Regions from separate parts of the Gossypium hirsutum genome. Here region 1 is linked to region 2. Evidence: chromatin contacts called from public Hi-C data. All regions are on one chromosome and are shown on one strand. The core of a region is the stretch at or near the end of the contact, and the rest is flanking DNA. Distances in the headings are between cores, read along the strand shown. Region 1 has its middle 14 kb from the start of LOC107952193. Region 2 holds the start of LOC107939996 (high mobility group B protein 3).

Region 1 (4,085 bases), core at 1,202-3,701, 920 kb after region 2:
TAGATAGGGTTAATACAATAATAAGGGTTTTAATTACAAAGAAATTTCAATTAATCAACCTAGAGTGCTCTTATTCTTGAAGAGAGATATTAGCATAATTTAGGGATTTCTACAGATCAAGATACTAAGCGAAGAAATTGTGTAATTTAGATTAATAATGATAGATGAAATTTAGATGAATTTTTTCATGGGTATTGTTTTGATTATTAGTTGTTTACTCAATTATTTGCCTAATTTGTTATTTGTCGCGTTCATAGTTAATTAATTTAGTTAATTCTATTTATCAATCAATTGCTCTAATTATTCGGTTAAACAATAGAAAGAAGGCAATTACTAGTACTTTTAGTCCTCGCGAGAACAATATCTTTGCTCACTGTAACTATACTATTAATTAATAGGTGCATTTGCCTTAGTTAGATTTTTAGTTGGTTTACGATTGCATCAAGTTCTTTTCTAGTCTGTGTGTTTGCTTGAAGAGAAGCAAAGATTTAAGTGTGAGAATTTGATCTGTCATAATTTAATATGGCAAATTGAGTCATTTTCAATACTTAACAACCTTTGAATCAAGAATTTTAATGTTATTTTAATAGTTTTATGATTTATTTGTTATTTATGTTTTGTCGATTAAAATAAGCCTTGTAAGATATTTATTGACAAATTAAGCAACATCATTCCTAATAAATTCTAACTAAGTGATGTAATTGGTGTAAGAAACTGACTTGAGCTAAATGGCATAGATGTTAGAAGATTGTTGAGAATGTTGCTGCATTGGATACACGAAATCATGACATTAAAGCTGAATATGTACCTAGGATGAATTTCGAGATACATCATCATTGTAGGTGGACTATGACCAAGGTCACGACATTGGAGGTTAAGAGTAGCGACATTGAAAAAGTGAAGTTACAAATTTTGATAAATAAAGTGAACTTTTATTGTTATTTAAAACATTTCATTTTTACAATTTAATTACAAATCGTGTAAATATATAACCTTTGCGTAAGAAGGGAACTAATACTAGTAATAAATAAAAGCATCATCATGTTAATCTTTTAGGTTCTTTGATGGAAAACTCTCTGAAAGTGGTGACGGTGATGGTGATTCACAATTATCTGAAGATCGTAACACCAAGAAAATTAGGTTTAAAGATGATTCCGATGGGGCTTCTGTGGATATGGCTATGGACTCTGATCCACCTTTAAGTGCGACAATGTCATGGAAAGACAAACTCTTTGGGGCTGGTTTGTCTTGTGCTGGTCAGGAAGTTGCGGGGGTTGATGGGGGAAGTGATGGAGATTTTATTCTGTTGGACGATGATATTATAAGGTCCACTGTTAATGGAATCCCGACAATTGATTTCTCCGATCGAGTCAAAGAAATTTTATACAAAGAGATGGAGATGACAGTAGTTTTAAAACTACTAGGCCAAAATATCAGCTATGGTGTTCTGTTTATTCGAATTAGAAACCTTTGGAAGCATATACATCCATTTCAATTAATGGATATTGAGAATGGGTATTTTTTGGCTAAGTTCTAGAACAAGGAGGATTATGACGATGTTTTAACACAGGGACCATGGATAATTTTTGGGCAATATTTGACAGTCCAACCGTGGACAAAAGACTTTTCTCCCCTTCAACCATACCCAAGTGTAGTTATGGCGTGGATCAGGCTACCTGGATTACCTGGGTTTATGTACAAGAGGATGATCCTCGAGGCAATTGGAAGCATGATCGGTAAGGTTGTAAAGTTTGACTTTAATACCGATAATAGAACTAGGGGCAGATTTTCCAGAATGGCTCTGTTCATCAACCTGGATAAGCCTCTCATTTCTCAGATTTGTGTTAATGGAAAAATTCAGAGGGTGGAATATAAAGCCTTACCAACGGTTTGTTTTACCTGTGGAAAATACGGGCATGTGAGGGAGTTGTGTCCCTTATTGAAAGAAACATCGGACAAAGCTAGTGACAAAGTGGTGATTGACGGTGGTTCAAGCAACAACAATGGCTACCTTAGGAAGGACTCTGAACCAACTTTCAGTCCTTAGATGTTGGTGGAGCATAGATCCCAGTGAAGATCAAGGAACTCTCAGAATTCTGGTGGTATGGTTGCTAGAAAAGGGAGGTTGGGCTCCAAATTTAATGTCCTTAACATTAAAGGTAAGAGGACTGGCAGTGAAGAAGAGACGACAAAGGCAGATTTTGGGGGATTAAACGCTAATGCGGTGGAATCTGATTTGATTCCCCTTGATTCTAGGGAAGAAAATAATATTAAATCTGTGACTTACCCGCATATTAAAGCTACTAAAAAATTGGTTCTTGATTCAGATGCCCAAAAGAATATTTGCAATCCGGGCCTGAATTTGGAAGCCTAAAAGAATACTACTAAATTAGTTACTAAGCGCATGGGGGGAAGAGTCCATTTGGGCCAAGAAAATGACAGAATAAGGCTGAAAAGTCTGAGGAAAAATATAATGATTGATAGTGGGTCAAATGGGTCTCTGGTTAGGCCGCCATCCAAAGAGAACCCAAACGGATTATGTTTGCAGGCTTGTCCAATTGAAACAAATCTTTTTGCATCCAGTATACATATGAATTCAAGGACCACAAGTATTCAAGCTTGTGGATCGGTGGAAAACCAAGATAGGCCTTTGCCTCTCTCCAGGCCCGTTAATGACCAATAGCTTTCTCCTGCATAGTCCAATTCCAAGAAACCTTAGGTTTTTCCAAATGTTAAATTAATTTCGACTAACCTAGAATTTGTTACTGTTTTTTCGGATGCAGGTAACTTTGGAAACCATTTTGACTCTAAACTGCGAGCTAGCAACTCAAATTATATCAAGGCATATTTCAACCCAGCTTTTGAAGGCCTTGTAAAGGTTGAGGTCCAGCTAACTGATAATATTTTAGATCAAGGGAAACACTTTGCTGTCACTTTTAAAAAATTTTCTAATTCTCCTTATTAGTCTAAAGGTCATACTTTTGAGCCTATAAGTGCAGGCAACACAGGAAATAAGGATCGAAAAAGCAATGAAAATTTTGGCATTACTAAAGGAGGACATAATAATAGTAATGTCTTAAAGGGACGCGAGAGTATATTTAAAGCTTCTGTAAACTCACGAGTTTCTTTAGCTGACTCTATGAAATAGGTGGCAAAGCTTATATCCTCTGACCTCTCGAACGAAGATAAAATGGGAGTGCTTGTTGAATCTAACCCTAGTGGATTGAATGATTCCCGATAGCAATGGTATGGTTCTTTACAATTTTTTATTAATTATGAATCTCTCGATTTTTTCTTAGAATTGTCAAGGATGCACCAATGCCAGATTTCCTCGCATTTTTCGTGGGTATACTATGGAGTACAGACCAAATATTATTAGCTTGTTCGAAAGTAGAGTTAGTGGGCCCAAGGCTGATAAAATTATTGCACATTTGGGATTTCAATTTTCTCACCAAATGGAGGCTATTGGTTATGCTAGGGGCATTGGATTGGATGGAATAAGTCTGTTAAAGTTGAGATTATACGAAAACACCCCCAATTCATTATTACTCGGGTTTGGCTTAGTTTTTCGTCAAATTTGATTTCAATTAGGTTCATTTATGGAAGTCCTAATTGTCAGAAGCGGAAAAACCTTTCGTATGATTTGAGAGATACTATTCCTGTTGGGCAAACTCCTTGGATGGTGATCGGAGACTTTAATGCTATTCTTTCCTCAAATGAGAAAATGGATGGCCTTTCGGCTGGCAAGAGATGCCCTCACTTTGGTAATTTTGTGAAATTGGCTAACCTTCATGATTTGGGGTTCAGGGGACCTCCCTTTACATGGCATAAGGGTAAATCTGTTTGAAAGATTGATTCGTGCATTGGGAAATGAGGCTTGGGTTAACTATTTTCCAAATAGCTTAATTACTCATCTTCTAAGGATTAAATCTGTTCACGGACCTCTTCTCTTCAGCCTCAATCCGAGTTTAGACTTGCCTAGGGGAAGACAATTTAGGTTCTTAGCAGGCTGGGTTGAACACCTTGATTTTGATAATCTAGTGAAGAATCAGTGGGACTTTCAAGGGAATATGTCCGTTGTAACA
Region 2 (4,335 bases), core at 1,633-4,132:
ACCAGCAGATCCACTTCATTTCTACGAAATATGTATCATGGGCCTTGTGTGCTATTGCTCTCTTAAGCCAGCCCATCAAACTTTTCTCGAGATTATTTGATAAACCCAAACCCAGAAGGAATTTTAACTAGTCTTGTCCTTTTCTCTCCTAAAGGCTGAATTCTTTTTTTTCCATTGGAGATTGGGGTGGTAACGACGGTAGAAATATCAAATTCGAGTTTGCTATGATTTAAAAACCTTTAAACACTGCTATTCTCAAAAAAATAATTAAAAAAAATTCAACACTGCTACTCCACTTGTTTATTTTGACGCAATACATACGAATCGAATACTAATAGTCCGTATCATTAAACAAGTGTGTATTGACAAGCAAGAAACAGAGACTAAATAAAAGCTTTACAGTTCACAAAATTAATAAAATCAACTACACCCGAAGAATTACGGACGTTCAATTGCTAAATTATGGTTTTTTTTTTCTACTAGGTAATCTAACAAAAGCCTAACCGAATGGAAAATATAAAAAATATTGGAGATTGACCGATAAATATATATAAATCAGAATCGATTACTATAAAATGAGATTAAAAATTCAGGAGTAAAATTAGAATGTAGTAAAATGAGATTATTATCATAAAATACTATAATGAAGAAAAGCGTACGATAAATCTATCTTCCTTTTTACATATTATTCAATATTAGAGACTATATATATATATAAATTATAAACCAATTAAAATTTAAATTTCTATACATAAAACAATTAAGGTTAATTTAGAAAATATGAAAACTGGGCAATAAAGAACCAAAACTCCAAGTGAATACGGCATATCAGGCAACAATTAGAAGAAATACGAACAAAATGACCATTGAACCAAGAAATCAACGCAAAACCGAGGAATTGTCCCATAAAATGATTGGTATCAAATCTCAAGTTCAATCTCTTAAAATCCCTACCCCAAATGCCCCCGAATAAGAACCCAGGAATTATTTCAAATGAATTGTGTTAAAAAGCTGTATGCCACGAGAATAAATGAACCAATAGAACAGCAGCAAAAAAGCAATAGAATATGGGCAGGTAACAAAGTCATACAAAGAGGGACCAAATTCTCTAGAAAAGGATTTACCTATCTTACGCCATTCAACTTCAAATGCAAAATACATGTAGCAACAAATTACCCATCTACAACTATTAATTTCCAAACGTCAAAAGAAACCAACACCATCCAGAGTTACATTTTTGCTTAAATGAAATTTGCATTTAAAAAGCATTAACATAAGATGATCAAACACTATCACAGCCTACTTTGATTATGCTATCCTCCCAGGATTTTTCCTACTCATCATCTTCCTCCTGCATTTATCAAAAAAGAGAAACCCGAATCAATAGGGTCCAAAATAAGCCAGAAGATCAGTGACACAAAACTTATACTAATTGCAACTCACGTCTCCACTGCCTTCATCATCATCTTCTTCTTCATCATTCACCTCAGATACAGACTTCTCAGATTCCTCCTCATCTTCTTGGGGACCCTCAGCCTGGAATTAATCCAAAAAGTTTATTAACTTTTAAATCGTCAAATAATATGTATAAACAAAAGATAACAGCAAATCACCTGTCTCTTATTGTAGGCTTTCATGTTCTTTTCATACTCGACCTTTCGTTTCTCTGCCTTATCAACATAAGGTCGCTTTTCCTAAAATCATTTATTTTACATTAATCATGATGCACATTTGCATGTATGTTGAAGATTATTTTCAGTACTGAACATAGAAAAATACTTACAGCTTCAGAAAGGCTCTTCCATTTATCTCCACCAGCTTTGCCAACCTGAATTTGAATCCAAAAGAGAAATTAAGAAAATAAATAAATAAATAAAAAGGAAAGAAACCTGTAAGAAAATCCAAAAAAGAAAATGGTCATACTTACAGCAGCAACGGACTTGTTTTTAGGGTGCTCCTTCTTGTATTGCTCGCGGAACTCCTCCCTTTTATCACGAAATCAACATTAACAAATTAGATGAAATATGAATGTAAATAGTAATCTCATCCTCGAAGATCAACTTTGCTTTGACAATAAGAAGAATCGTTCAATTCACCTCTTCGATTGTGGTTTTTACGAAGAATATAAACGCCAGAGTTTTCCACGAAGCAAACGGAACAAACCAAAAAATTTAAAGAAAACCGACAAATACAGGAGAGATTCATGAATGATTACATGAAAACGAAGAAGGCGCTAGCAGGCCTCTTTGGCTTGTTTGGATCCTTAGCTGCCTTCCCCGATTTCTTTCCAGCTTTCGTGATTGATTTCTTATTCACGGAGAGCCTACAAACGAACCAAAAAATTTAAAAAAAATATAAGTCAAATAATAGGAAACGTTAATACACATCACGATCTGAGGTCCTAGAACACGCGATCTGAAGAGCCGAAAGGAGAAAAGCTTACTTGGCGCTCTTGGCATCCGACTTGGATTTACCTCCTTTCATGTTTGAATCCTGCAAATGAAATCGCAGATGAGTGAAAAAGCAGATGAAATCGATAGAAAGAAGTGGAAATTCGATAAAAATCGATGGGGAAATACCTGATAGAGGGCTAGGGTTAGAGTTACGGATGAGAGAGGGAGAGAGGAATTGGGGAATAAAAGTGCGATAGAAATAGAGATGTATTGAGAATAGAGGAGGGTTGAGTTGAGAGGCCGAATCTCGAAAGCGGAGATATTAAGTTTTGGGCAAATTGAAATTCAATTGCACGCGAAATGAGAATTGAGGGGGTTTAGGCGGGATTGGGAATTTTCATGCCACGTCATCGATCTGTGTGCTTTTATGTTATTGGCTGTGTCACTCCTAATCTTTTTGGCTTTCCAGATTCTCACCTCTTTCTTTTGTTGTGCTTCCTCTGTGCTTCTTCTCTCTCTCACCTGATTCGTGATTTAATGGGCCCTTCCCCTGATTCTAGCCCAATCCATTTATTTCAGGGCCTCATACATGGACCTTAAAATGGCTCCCCAAGTCCATTTTCAGCTCAACTTTACGCCACACCGCCACTCAAATTACTCTATTCATCCAAGATTAAAAACAAAACTTATACTCATCTACATAATCTTTTAATAGAATCGTAAGGCTACGTTTACTGTTACTAGGGTTGTAAGCTAGGAATCTTTGAATTCCTTCTTCTTTCAATGCTTGTGATTGACTTGTTGGGCAGTGCAAAGAATGGTTTCGAAAAGCAGCACTATAGTGGTATACCTGTCGCTATTTCATGGTAGTCGCATTGTCATAGCGATGTGAAAATATTTCACACTAATATTAGTTAAATTGTTTCTCTTTTCTTCAAAGTCAAAGGCAGCCTAATCAAAAAAATCATCGTATTTGGTATTGCAGTCAACTAAAGTAAACTCAATAGAAACTAATGCTCAATTGTGACTTGTTGACAAGTCAAATATTTTGCAACATACTCAATAACCTTCCTTTTCATATCGAACCACCAATACAAACCTTTCAAATTATGGCACATCTTGTTATCTCCAGGATGTATGGCATAGAAACTACTGGGAGCCTCTTGAAGTATCTCATGCTTCAACTCCTCATCACTAGTCACATAAATCCTCTTTTAGAACATCAAACGACCATCATTATATCGATATCACAGTCATTAGCTCTATTTTCCTCAAATTACCTTCTCATTGCTAACAACTTCACATCAACCAATTGTTTATCTCTAATTTGCTAACAACTTCTAATTTGCTTAACTTGCAATTCAGCCAAAAGACCACCATCATCCACCAACTATAACCGAGCAAACACAGCTCTCAAGTCTACCAATAACTTCTTACTCAAAGCATCAACACCACCATTTGTCTTGCCCAGATAATAATCAATAATATAATCATAATCCTTTAATAGTTCAATCCATCTTCACTATCTCAAGTTCAACTTATTCTGAGTTAAGAGATATTTAGGACTCTTGTAATTAATGTATATATAAAACTTCTTACAATACAGATGGTGTCGTCATATCATTAATGCAAATACTACCATCACCAACTCTAAATCATGAGTTAGATAGTTTCGCTCATGATTTTTCAATTGCCTTGTAGCATATGTCACTACCTTCCCCTCTTGCATCATTATACATCCTAAACCAGTATATGAAGCATCATCGTAAATAATAGTCTTTCCCTTAATTCTGGTTGATTCAAAACAAGAGCCTTTGTTAAAATAACCTTTAATTACTCGAAACTCTCCTGATGCTTCTCATTCCACTCAAATGGTTACCTCTTTACAACAATTTCTTCAACGGAATGGAAATCATGGAAAAACCCTTAACAAAGTGACAAT

The links. Hi-C and Micro-C count contacts between places; a contact is called where the count stands out from the background.
Region 1: a contact with region 2 is called in a Hi-C map of leaf, with 2.4 times the contacts expected there. The contact joins the enhancer-like site here to the promoter of LOC107939996 in region 2. A contact is called at or near these places in 2 of 34 Hi-C or Micro-C datasets (callus and leaf).

What each region holds. Positions count from the first base shown.
Region 1 is chrA02:34,599,765-34,603,849 of Gossypium_hirsutum_v2.1, forward strand. No RefSeq gene overlaps it. Among protein-coding and RNA genes, the nearest start is that of LOC107952193, 14 kb to the right of the region's middle. Within about 2 kb of position 2,452, at least 8 of the 9 cell types and tissues checked have an H3K27ac peak or open chromatin away from gene starts, as enhancers often do. A contact at or near this core is called in leaf, where this site is marked.
Region 2 is chrA02:33,675,563-33,679,897 of Gossypium_hirsutum_v2.1, forward strand. LOC107939996 (high mobility group B protein 3) reads right to left here and starts at 2,883. Exons shown (of 8, transcript XM_016873406.2): 1 at 2,580-2,883; 2 at 2,444-2,493; 3 at 2,216-2,323; 4 at 1,928-1,985; 5 at 1,784-1,828; 6 at 1,614-1,694; 7 at 1,444-1,536; 8 at 1,163-1,351. The coding sequence starts at 2,484. The coding sequence ends at 1,334.